Regions from separate parts of the Mus musculus genome. Here region 1 is linked to region 2. The links are chromatin contacts, called in public HiChIP or PLAC-seq maps. All regions are on one chromosome and are shown on one strand. The core of a region is the stretch at or near the end of the contact, and the rest is flanking DNA. Distances in the headings are between cores, read along the strand shown. Region 1 overlaps Pard3 (par-3 family cell polarity regulator). Region 2 has its middle 19 kb from the start of Gm39286.

Region 1 (6,332 bases), core at 2,503-5,002, 630 kb after region 2:
AGGTCTGTTTCTAGGCTGTCCCTCTCAAATATTTGATTGATTTACCATCAGAGATTATAAATAGGGAACCCATGTATAATGAGCACAGGGCATCTCTCTGGTTGTAAAGCCACACCTCTCCTGGACCTTAATTTTCTTCGTCTTGGTCGTTTTCGCTTTGTTTTAAAAACAGGATTGCACTATGAAGCTTAGACTGTCTCGGTACAGGTGGCAGTCCTCCTGCTTCACGGTCCCAGGGCTGCAATTAGAGGTGTGGGCCATGATGCCTGCCTGGTTCACCCTGTCTGAGGCTTGTGGTTGCTTCAGTTCTTAGAAACCAAACTTCTTCTTAGATTATAGATGGCCATACTGCCCCCTAGTGTTTTCTCTGTGCCCTACTCATAAGGATTTGGATTACAGAGCACATATATCTACTGAGATTTTGTTCCTGCCCTTGCATGAAAATGCAGCATCCTTAGAGCACAGTGCAGACAGGGAGAGTGTCTTTGTTTCTAGGGCTGCCGTTCCCTATGCACCCTCAAAATGGGTTCTGATTTTTTTTTTTTTTTTTTTTAGACCAGCACTCCTGTTCTGTCCATATTCCACTTTCTCTGTTTCTGTCCCATGTCAGGTCCCACGTTCTGTTTGCCTGGGAGAAACACAAGCTAGGATACTACCAGTTTGCATTTTATAAATAAAACATACAAAGAGATCAATGGGAACTTAAAAGATACAAAGATACATAAAAACATATACTTTGAAAGAGCCAGGCAGGCAGCCCTAAAAGATACATTGTAATACTGTATTTATGTTAAGACTCCATTTTTTTTAAAAAATAAGAATGGTGGTTGTATACATGGAGCTAAGTTATTTTTCCTCTGAATGGACCCATTTTTAAATTGTCGCCATAAAATGGTTAAGGTTGAATGAATATTTTAAAGCACATGAAACCTGGTCATAAGGGAAGTGAGTTTTTTTTTTTATTAAAAGTGTTTTTTAAAAAAATATATAACATGCTTGAGTAGTCAATACAGCCAACCCTGTAATGTATAAATTTTGCATCTGTGAATTCAACCCCAAGTCAGAAATATTCTGGAAAAGTAAATAAAAAAATGAAAACAAACCCTAAAAATTGCATTTTTAAAAAGTATACAGACCTTTCTGTCTCTTTGTTCTTACTTAAACAATGTAACATGGCAGCTGTACCCATCACATTTTAATGGTTCTGTTAGGTATTATGTAATGTAGACCGGATATAATGGGTGCAGGAGGAGTCAATGCTTGCCTGGCATGACTCCCAGCACCACCAATACAGTGCATGGCAGAGTTTGTGTGGATAAATTCTGTGAAAAGTTTGCACCATCTTGACACCAGCAATTTGAGCAGCTACCTAGGTGGTGGTACCTGTGGGATCCTGGGATCAGTCCCCCATAGATCCTGAAGACTGACTGCATTGATAAAGTTTTTACTGAGCTCAACAGAGGGTCAGTGGAGTTTTGGGTTCAGAAGAAGTGTTTGTCACGTAACAGGAAAGAAGCAAAGGCATTAAATGCTTAATTCACTTTTTTTTTTTTCCAGCAGGGGTACATAGGGGAAACTGTAAGCAGATGTGAATAGTCAGGGTCAGATTATAATTTTGGAAGGAAAAGCTAAGGGTCAGAATGTTCTGAGGATCTGACCTGGGGCTGTCTCTATCCCTAAGGGGATTGTATGGCCATCTCAGACCTGAGGGGAAATTTGGTTTCTAAGTAGGCAGGGTGTGGAAATGTGTGCTGTGTGCCTGTGTGGCAGATCAGTGCCCTCATGTTAACTAGCAGCTTGGGAAGAGCTTATGGTGGTCGAGCCCAAAGTTTTGAGTCTGATAAGTGAATAGATTCAGCGGCATCAAGGAAGTAGTCTAATAGGAAGTAGACAGATGTGATTGGGTCTGGCCTGAACTTCACTAATATTAGCACCATAGGCATTCTGCTGACCCGTGAAGCTATCTTGTCAATCATTTAAACAGCTATGCGTTGCTGTAGATTCATGGGTGCTTTCCCATGGAAAGGTAGGGGGCTTCTTGCATCCTGAATGGCAAAGTTTGGGTCATTTAGCTTAGCTCTGTGTCCACCTCTCAGGTCACATGTGAACGCCAATCATTCCTATCACTCCGTGTTGCTTCGAGGGGAGACTGTTACTTTACTTATATTAGTTGTCTTTAATTCTCACTTTCTTTTCTTTGAAGATCCTTTTCAGGAAGTGAACAGTAGGGTTCTCTGATAGTTCTTTGAACTGTTTTTTTTTTTTTTAATTTCCTTCACAATTTTACCGGCCCCAGGTGTGTTTTCCTTCACCTCATCTCATTAGAACCATGCCATCATACCCGTATTTCCTATAAGGCTGTCAGTTTCACATTAAACCACTTAATAAAGACAAGATGCGGACTGTGAGGTGGAAACGTCTGGTTTCTTTGGAAAGTCAGTTATGCCAAATGATGTTTTGCTGGGGCACACAGGTGAAAGGATGTTTTGCTATAGCAGACATGTGAATGAAAGTGCGATGTTAGCTGGGTGTGGTGACGCACGCCTTTAATCCCAGCACTCAGGAGGCAGAGGCAGGTGGATTTCTGAGTTCGAGGCCAGCCTGGTCTACAAAGTGAGTTCCAGGACATCCAGGGCTAGTCAGAGAAACCCTGTCTCGAAAAACAAAACAAAACAAAACACAAAAAAAAGAATGTGCGATGTTTAGAAAGAATATAAATATGACCCCATAGTCAGTGAGAGCTCAAACATTGGTTTGCTTTGCTCTGTCTGTCTTACTAGCATTGCTGACATGCATGTATTGGTTTATCTCGCATTGCATTGCTGAGCTCTGCCTATGGTAACTTCACAGAGAGAAACACTCACCAAAGAACTTCTTGTGAGGTTCCTGTGGCTTCTTGATATTTCCGTGGACTTGGGCCAGTTGTCAAACCTTGTGGTTTCTTCTGGATTGAACTGCCCTTGCTGATTTGTGTGTGGTGTCTGCCAAGTAGACTGGTCTGCAGCTGCTGATTCATGCTTGGTGTTTGCTAGTGGACTGGGCTAAGAACAGCAAAGATTGAAATCTCCCCCAAAGAACTATTTCTAAACAGGTCTGCTTCCCCGTACCCTAATAACCTTTCTCTTCTACTGCCTCTGGTGGGTGGTGGGCTAGAGTGGAGGTTGAACCCTTATTAAAGTTGGTTGAGAAAAATATATGCCTACAGATTGTCTTGTGGGCTCATGTCTTGTGTTACTGGGGCTCAGCGTATGAGCATCCCCCCATGACTAGTGTTCATGTCTGCGCACCATGCACTGCACTGTCTCTTCCTGGAATCTTATTTTTGCCCTGAAGTTTCATCTGATAGTCATCAGGGTCAGAGGTGGCAAAATCTGCTTTTTGACCAAATGTTGTGGACACACTGTGGCTTTCTCAGGGTCCTGTGGGTCAGCCTAACCTCTGTGCATTTCCATAGCCCAATCTCAGTACCTTCCTCTTTCTTTAAAGAATGTCAGCTCTTGATCATGGCTAGGCCATTGATGCTATGCTGTTTCCAGAGTTCATTGTAGAAACTGCTAGTTCCTAAGGAGGGGTTTTGTCTAAACAAAGAAGGAGTTCAGTTCTTTCTGGTGATGATTACTAATCTCTGGGGAATTGAGGAAGTCATTATTGGGTATTGGGGTGGAAGCTACTGGGACTCATCTGTTGTTGGATCTTATGAAACACAGTCTTTCTTTTTCAGCAGGTCTGCCCCCACACTCGGAACATTTTTCCCTCATTATCCTCTCTCAGAACTCTGAGTTCTGCCACTCTGGCAAGTCTTTAGCCGTCACATCTGCACCCCACCAGCACCACTTTCTTTAGCTGACAACTTTTAAACAGTTTCCTGACAAGTCTGCTTGCGAATTTGTACAAGCTCCTCTGTTTGATTGAGGAGTTTGACTAATCACTGTACATGGCTGTACTTAGGCCTGGACTGACTGATTCCCTTTCCCCAGAATATGTCTGTTCATTTGATGCTGTTTGGGAGCCTGTGAGCACACACAGGTGCATCTTCTCCTTGCTCCATTTGAGTGAGGCCATCGCACAGCTTCTGTGAGCAGTGTGGGAAGTGTAGGTTATCGTGGGGGTGTCTGCTGGAAATTTCTCTGCCTTGGTTTTGCCTGTTCCTTCAAGGATACTGACCAGGCCTAAAAATCTGTTTCAATTGCACAACTGCACTGAGAAGTGGGAAACCGGCAAGGGAAGGTTGGGAAGAATATCAGGGATAATGGGTTTTCTGAGGAAAACCCGAGATGCCTGCATGAGGGAGGCGGCCAGTTAGTGGCTTTGCCCTGTGCTTCTCCATACAGAACGTGAAGGACCCAAGGAAATGAACATGGCACATCTTCACTAAAAGCTGGGCCTCACCTCAGTATGCACTGTTAGACCTATGTACAGCCAGCCTCAGGTGAGGCCCCCAGTACTTGCTCAGTGTGACTTAATGCTGAGATCCACTCTCCTGGGAATGGGGTGGCTCTGCACAGCACAGTGGTTGCTTCATGGTGTCTCAGGTCCTAGGTGAGAGCTTTGTGTTAGCCTTGGAACCGCACAGGTGTCCCAGTTCTACTTCAGGAGAACGAAACGGCACTTTGGTTTTGCAGAGCAGCTGTGTGCTGAGAAGGACTTGGGAGTCATCTGTGCTAGGGGGCTTTATTGGCATCTTGAAGACTGTTGTCACATTGGGTTGGCTGAGGAGAACTTCCAGGTCCCTTGAGGACTAGGCTGGTAGTCCCAGTGGTTACCGAGGATAGGGAGCATCACTGTGGTGGCTCTCCGGACATCTTCAGTTCCTGCTCTGTTTGTCTGTATTTATTTTGGGTAACGGTTGGACCTCCTGCCTCATTTTCCCAAGTGCTACGGTTATAACCTTATACCACCATGCCCAGATTCTCTTTCTGTCCTCCCTGTGTGTAGCCACTTTTGGCTCAGTAGGTAATGCCTTGGATGGCAGAGAAACAGCTGGCTTGATTCCCTCTTAGGAAGGAGACTCAAGGGACAATGGGTGCTCAGTATTAAGGGAAAGATGCTGGGAATAAGGTTCCTTCTTTCCTCAGACCAAAAGAAAGAATATGTGGGAAGTGTTACTGCATTAATTTTTGCCATTTGCCTAATTCTGTGGAAGGGAGATGAGCAGGTGTCTGTGCAGTCTCTGGATACCATGTTTCCCTGCACATGCGTGGACATAGAACTTTTCCCACACTCACTGGATGGTGATGGCAGCTGCTTAGCCACTCCAGTGCACCCACTGCCAAAGTGTGGTCAGGATATGCTTGGCTTTTGTCTGCTCCCTTTGTGTGTGTGTGTGTGTGTGTGTGTGTGTCCGTCTGTTTGTCTGTCTCTCTCTGTGTCCATCTGTCTGTCTACACACACACACACACACACACACACACACACACACACTCTTTTCCTCCTTCTGACCTAAGTGATGGTAGTGTACCGAGCTGGCTGGCAAGAGAGTTTCCAAAACTAAACTCTTAAGTCTCAGAGTTTGCTAGGCCCTCTCTCATCATCAAGACAAGTACAAAAACAGTGACCTTTCTGGTTCTCCCCCTGTGTGCTGTGGAGTGCTGTAGTGCCCTGTCCCGGACCTCTGGTGATAGATATGCTTGGGACTATTAGCTTTGTGGTTGAGTTGCAAATCTGGGTAAATATTTGTGCAAAGCCAAGCCTGCCCCTGGCTGCCTGCATAGCCGTCTGTTGGCAGCTGTAAGTCCTTTGAAGTCCTGAAATCTGCTGAACTTGGACCCTCCGTCTCAGCCTTTGTAGCTCTGTGGGCATATTTAAAGCTGATGATGTTGCTTTCCTGTTTGTGGAGGACTTGTCAGTGGCTGTAAGTTTACCCTGGCTGCTTTCCAAGGAGCGGCAGGAATTCTGACCTGGCCAGGAAGTATTAAATGATAGGCCATCTGAAACAGCTGGGTGTCTGTTAAAGTGTCACCTGGGGAGATACACTATTTCCATATTTTTGTATATTATTTGGATTGTGTAATGTCACAGGACTTTTATCAAAGACACCTAGCAGCATCCCCAACATGCACTATAGCTCTTGGCACTGGGAGTAACACGGATTACATCAATATTAAAAAATAAGCTATCAAACATTCATGAAGGTTGTTGGATTTTCTCTCAAGAATGTCTTTGAAGCTGACTTAAAATTGCCACATCTGTTACGATGACTGTGTATGTGTTTGAAGATAATGAAGCATGAACCTTCAGTCTGTTTAAGTCAGACATAGTCCTCATACCTGTGCACAGACTCGTGGTGACCCTGGGATAAGGAGAGTTTTTCTGTTGATAAACATGTATTTTTG
Region 2 (6,552 bases), core at 7-2,506:
AAGAACATAGAATAAACTGGATTATTGAGATATGAGCTGGTCATGGGGCAGAGCCGAGGCTATGGCTAATCATTTATTAATAAATAATTAGTCTCAGAGTTGTTATTTCTGGGAACAAAGCAGTCAGGAGGCAAAGCCCAGCATAACAAATGGCACCCCACACTGGTCACTATGTGTAACTCAGAGCTTCCTCCCCTCCGCCACCACCACCTTGCTCCCCATAATAATGACTCTGGGACTTCTTTTACATGAATAAATTCCTAGGCCAATATAACCCTGGCTCTGTTTCCTATGTGTGTGTGTGTTCACACTTGCATAGAAACCAGAGACTGATGCTGTGCATCTCTTCACAGCTTTCCACCTTCTTCTTCTTCTTCTTCTTCTTCTTCTTCTTCTTCTTCTTCTTCTTCTTCTTCTTCTTCTTCTTCTTCTTCTTTGTCCTCCTCCTCCTCCTCCTCCTCCTCCTCCTCCTCTTCTTCCTCTTCTTCTTCCTCTTCTTCTTCTTCTTCTTCTTATTATTATTATTATTATTACAACTATTGTTATTGACATTATTATTATATATTTTGGGGATAGGGTCTCTCACTGAATCTGGAGCTCATAATTCAGCTGGACAGGCTGGTCAGTTAGCCCCAATGATCTCCTATTTCCATCTTCCCAGAGCTGGGCTTATAGGACGTACTGCCTCATGGGGTCCTAAATATATCACCTCAGTCCTTATGCTAGCACTTTACCAACTTAACTGTCCTCCCAGCCCCTAAAAAGAGCTGTCTTGTCCTCCCAACTCCAGATCAGGAAAGTAGGGCTCAAAAATCCAGCCCCTAAAACCTTCACTGTCTCCATGACAATGGGTTGAGCAGGGACCACCCAGCCGCTATGTGGTCAGAGTCTTAATGTGCAACGCAGACTCTCAACAGCAGCAAGTCAAACTCCGTGGACACAAATGTTCCACTTTAACCATGTTGAGGCCCTGCAACGACCCCATTCAAGGTCTAGTAGGTAAAAATAGATCTGTAGTTCTGCCCTCTTTCCTTGAGGGCTGAGGTGAGGGAAGGGATGGGGCTGAAAATGAATAAAACAGTTTCAATCCTCTGAGGATTGTGCAAGGTGTAAGGGTGAGTGTGGCATGTTCCGGCTAGGCTGGCAGAACTCCCGCTCTGACTCAGAAACAGAGAATTCACTCTAGTTTCCTTCTCTGGCTGCCTCGTTGATCAGCCACAGGGCAGGATGCATGCTGAGGCATTGAAATTTGGGTGACATGTCACACTGGGGGAAAGGCGGCCACTCATATGCTGAGTCATGGCTCTGGTACAGGCACTGAATGACACACACTCCAAAAAAAAAAAAAAAAAGACACAGAGCTGTCTGCCAGATTGGGGCTGGAGCCACGGGAGAACTGGGTGTCCGGGTGACTTGACACTCCCTGGAGATTTGGAAATCTCTCCGTGTGCAAAAGGAGAATGGAGACCTAACCTCAGACCCAGTCGTAATAAGAATCAACCCTGATTTGATTGATTACACCTGTAACCCCAGCACTAGGAAGGTGGAGGCAGGAGGATCGGAAATTCAAGTTATTTCCCAGTGTGAGGCTAGCCTGAGCTACGTGAGATCTTGTCTCAGTGAAATAAAAGAAAAATATAGCAATAAGTGTAAAGCGTTCCTGAGGCTAGCGGGATGACTCTGCTGTGTAAACTCGAGGGCTAGAGTTCAACCTCTGGAACGCACAGTTCAAGGAGAGCTGACCTCCACAGGCACACATCGTAAATGCATACACATATGCTAATAAATCACTTAAAAAACAGGTTAGTAAACTGTAAAAACATCAGCAGAGACCTTGGCGGAATCCCGGGACTATATGCTTCTGATTTCTCCTTCAGCAGTTGCCCTTGATGATGTCTGTAAGTTATTCCTTGAAAAAAGATGAGCTGTCAATCACCAGGCTGGTGACCCGCGCCCTTGGGCATGTGAAAAGTCAAGTGGAGATGACACAGTCACCCTATCACCCTGCTTATTCTATTGACACATTGGCAAAGTCCCCTCAACACCGCCTTCCTCCCAGGCTAACTGGTCGACCCCAGCAACAAGGTATCACCCTTTGTTGTCCAGTGAAATAGGACCAGTGATTGGCACTTTTGCAATAACAGAACAGAGGGGCCCTTGATCAGTGTCCATGTCTCCAGCACCAGTGTCCTGCCTCACCTTTCAGCTCCCAGAGCTTGGCTGCCTTAAGCTCTGTGGAGTTAGGGAGAATCTGGGGATGGGCAGTGAGAGTTATTGACCTGCTTCATGATCTATACACTGATGGAAGCAATGCCAGGCACAGCAAGCTCCTGTAACTGTAGTGCTGTGCTTATAATTTTATCCCAAGGTGGCCTTCACACTAACTTACTCATGTATGCTACAGGAATCTTTTATAAGTGAGGATTCCGGATATGGTGTGGTGTGTGTGTGTGTGTGTGTGTGTGTGTGTGTGTGTTCATGAACTGGGTGTGAACGTGAGTTCACCTGTGAGTGTGTGTTCATGCCTGTAAGTGAGCAGACCAGAGGACTGGTGCTGGCTTTTGTTCCTCCTCAAGTACTACTTACCAGACATTTTTGTTGTTGTTGTTTTGGTTTTGTGATTTTTTTTTTTCCCCACACTGTATTCCCGGCAGGTCCAGAACTCACTATGTAGACCAGGCTTGCCGTGAATTCACAGAGATCTGCTTGCCTCTGCTTCCCTAGTGTTAGGGTTAAGGGTGTGTGCCACCATGCCTAGCCACCATTGCATTTTGAGACAGTGTCTTTCACTAGAACCCAGGTCTCCCCAATAGTCTGGCAGCCCAGGAAGTCCCAAGGATCGGTCCGTTTCTGTTTCCCAGTGCTGGAATTACATGTGCACCTTGCTACAACCAAGTTTTTCACGTGGTTCTGAGAATCGAATCCATGATCTCAAGCTCACAAGGCAAACATTTACTGACTGAGCCTCTTCCCCAGTCATGTTTTGTGGTTCTCTGGCAGAATTGCCCTTTGCCTTCTACTGGGTTTGTGAATTAAAGGGCCCTAGCCCATACTCATCTGACCCTTTGCAATGGTTGAAGAGAACAGTCCATTAGAACTCCTCCTGGGTGAAGGCACTTCCCCCATGGAGTTGCTTAGCAGGGTCTTCTACCCTTTGCAATGGTTGAAGAGAACAGTCCATTAGAACTCCTCCTGGGTGACAGGCACTTCCCCCACGGAGTTGCTTAGCAGGGTCTTCTAGGACTGTGTTCCCATCAAGCACATGGGGCCTCTCTGCAGTGGAGGAGGGTGGGATCTGCAGGTGAATAGAGACAAAAACTAGAAAGAAGCCGTGGAAGGTGGGGATAGGTGTGTGTGTGTGTGTGTGTGTGTGTGTGTGTGTGTGTGATATTTGGCTCTTGGGAATCCTAGTCCCAGTACAAAGGTCCGATTAGATTCTTTGTTTCCACTTTGACTAAGTGGCCATCCCAGTACTTCCAGAGATGAGGACACACACACACACACACACACACAATCCTGAAATGAAGTTATACCACTTGGGTTCGAAGTTCTTTCCCCAAGAGCCATAAACCATCTAAGGAAAAACACAGTGTGACTCTCTTTTGCATGGGAAACCCTTTGCCGCAGAGGTGAGATGACATTGGTTAAAACACAGAGCAACGGCTCACAGCTGTGAAGCCCAGATGCATACATTTCTTGAACCCAAGGCTCAAAAAGTATCTCAGAGGAGGAGACAGAAAGATTTTAAGATGCAGAGAAGGACCTACCGGGAAGTCTGCTGTGAGATCCTGTCTCCTAGAAAAAGACAGTCAAGTTCCATTTGCAACATTGTAACAATCTGGCTGCTGAGACCTGGGCAGTAATAACATCAATAGACATGCTAATATGGAAGGGGAAGTCTCACTGGGTTCTGTCCCTAAACAAAGAACTACAGGCAGCTAATGATCCGTTGTGGAGAAAATTAATCTTCCCCAGGGATGAGTCCTTTAATCGGTTATACAATACCCAGTGGTCAGCCCTGAAATCATGTACATACAAGCAATAGTAAATGGACTCAGCAGGTTGCATTTATATATTTATGCATATATTGCAAAAATAATTATTAGACAAAAGGAGGCCTTGTACTGGAGGAATAAGGGGGCATGGAGAAAGAGAACACAGTGGGGTTGGAAGGAGGGAAGAAAGGAGGGAAATGATGTAATCATGTCTTAACTAAAATATCAAAAATAGAAAGAAGCTATGGGAATCGGGGACTCTCTTACCACAGATCTGCTTTCCTCTCACACCTATGGAATGTTGAATTTTTTTCCTGGTTCTGTTGTCTTGTTATTGTTCTCGCCAGCTTGTGTTTGTTCTATAGACAAGGACTCAATATGTAGCCCAGACTTTCCTGGAACTCACAATCCTCCTGCCTCAGCCTCCAGAGTGGCAGCTTCAGGTAAGCTCCACCACAACGGGCCACTCTTGGGAGACAGAGGACAGTTTATGGGAATCACCTTTCTCCTTTCACCATGGGTATCCTGAGGGTCTGACATCGGGTATCTACTAAGCCCTGTTCCTGACCCCACTCTCAGTTTTTTAGAGATTTGTTTTTCATTATTTTTAATTACATGTTCTATGTATATCTGTGTGGATGTCCTCAGACACCTGAAGCTGGATATACAGGCAAGAGCGGCAAGTTCTCTACTCTGGGCCATCTCTAGCGCCAAGCTCTTGGGTTTATTAACAGCCCACTTATGCCCAATCCAACCATCAAGCAGGGTCAAGCGGGTATTAGTCTCTGTCTGGGACATTTGGTAAGACTTCCACCTATCTTCCCCTTGCTTCTAGGTTTGCTCTGATGTCCACACCCTTAGATCTTAAGGATTAGAGCTTGGATTCCCCATTCCTATCTGAGGCTGCTCTCCAAGCTAACAGCCACCCACGGGGAACCTTGCTTAAATATGTACCTTTGGTTACTTTCACAACACTTCTATGAGGTAAGCTCTAATTTTGTGCCTCCTTGACAAATGAAGGAGCTGAGGGAAATAAGTCATTTCCCTGCTGGCAAGTGGCAGACTAAAGGCCCAGCTGCCTAACCATGAGTAGACCTTACCGTAGCAGGAACGGTGGGGCCACAAAAGAATCTCCAGCAGGAGGACCTGACTGAGGACTGCCCGAGAGACCAAGGATTGCTGGGGCAGACAATACCAGCCAATCTGGAACTGCTGTTTAGAAGAGATTTCTTGGGAGCAATGGGGGTGCAGGTGGAGGGTATTAAAGGAGCTTGCAGCAGTGCTCAGAGGAGCTTGCTGCGGCATTTCTCACCTGCTCCTGGAGTCTGGGTCATTGACTCCATGCCACCTCCCTCACCTCCAACCCCCAAAGGCAGGTAGGGTCAGGCAGTGAGCAGTCCAGGGCACAGGCAGCAACTTACTTTTAGTAAGACTCTCTGGCTGATGCCTTGGACTCTCAGGCCTCCTGGTTCTCAGCTATGGGCTTTTTTTTTTGCACCTGCAGTGATGAACTCAGATTCCCAGGTAAGAACATTCCCCGTTGGCCTTTCTCCACAGTCTCAGAACCTCAGAAACTAGATGAACTCACAGGCCCTGTGGCACCCTCAGAACTCTCTTCAGAGGGGGCCCTCACTTCTCCAGCTGCCAGGTTGGTCACCCTTGAGTGGGTCACAGTAGACATCCTCTCAAGGTTGTCCTGACAATGAATCATCCGGCTAAGGTCAGGCTCCTCCTCTCCAGGGAGAAACCCATACCTCAAAACCATTCAATCAAAGGTCTCCATGGGGTTCTCTTTGGGAGATGGACTCCCATGGGACTGGGTTAGGCTCCTCTCTCCATCTACCCATCCTCTTCTCTCACCATTGACATATCCATGCACACCCCAATATACGTGCACACTGTGGCCACCAAACCCTCATTCCAAAGGTCCAGAAGTCAGGTAAGAGCCCTGAGTTGGCCTTGTAGAACAGGGAGACCCAGGCAGGGTGCAGGCTCTAGGTTTTCCAGAATCTCTATTTTCCTAGCCACCTGGTATTTTGACTCTTCTGTCTTTGGTGTTGCTGTGCTAAAGGGGTCTCGCTTGTAACTTCAGGCCTCCACCTACCTTGCCCATCTTACTAGCCCCAGGATACCTACAGGTGGCCCATCTGGGACCAACTCCTGTTATCAGATTCCCGTGGCCCTCAAAGTATGTCAGGTGTTGGGACCACCGCAAATGCAGGTTCATGAGGCACATAACAGACCCAGGAGGACTCTTGACTGTGTGGATCTTCTAAGGAATGCCCAGGGGCTGGGCTTGGGGTCAGATCCTTGTGCCTTCCATGCCGAGGTGCCAGAAGCTTTCTGACAGCCTCTGGCCTCTCCCCAACCCCCACTTGTATCTGGGTAGCTCCCTTCCTATAGGAAGCTGGCACCAAAGCCTTCCTGTTCTTTGCCTCACACTTCTCACTGTCTCCATGACTCACCTGGCTGCACCCTGCACACCCATCCCTGCCCCAAGTGTCTATAATGGAGGAGAGAGCATCCTTGGCCAATGAGGTAGCACTTGCTGTCCTCG

What was found. HiChIP or PLAC-seq counts read pairs in DNA pulled down with a chosen protein or histone mark.
Region 1: a contact with region 2 is called in a FOXA1 HiChIP or PLAC-seq map of pancreatic cancer cells. The contact joins two enhancer-like sites. A contact is called at or near these places in 1 of 115 datasets of contacts at active chromatin or transcription factors (pancreatic cancer cells) and 1 of 9 other capture datasets (pancreatic islet).

Annotation. Positions count from the first base shown.
Region 1 is chr8:127,178,484-127,184,815 of GRCm38.p6, forward strand. All of the region lies in intron 2 of Pard3 (par-3 family cell polarity regulator), which reads left to right. Among named protein-coding and RNA genes, the nearest start is that of Pard3, 120 kb to the left of the region's middle. Within about 2 kb of position 3,753, at least 15 of the 459 cell types and tissues checked have an H3K27ac peak or open chromatin away from gene starts, as enhancers often do. A contact at or near this core is called in pancreatic cancer cells, where this site is marked.
Region 2 is chr8:126,549,960-126,556,511 of GRCm38.p6, forward strand. No RefSeq gene overlaps it. Among named protein-coding and RNA genes, the nearest start is that of Gm39286, 19 kb to the right of the region's middle. Within about 2 kb of position 1,257, at least 122 of the 459 cell types and tissues checked have an H3K27ac peak or open chromatin away from gene starts, as enhancers often do. A contact at or near this core is called in pancreatic cancer cells, where this site is marked.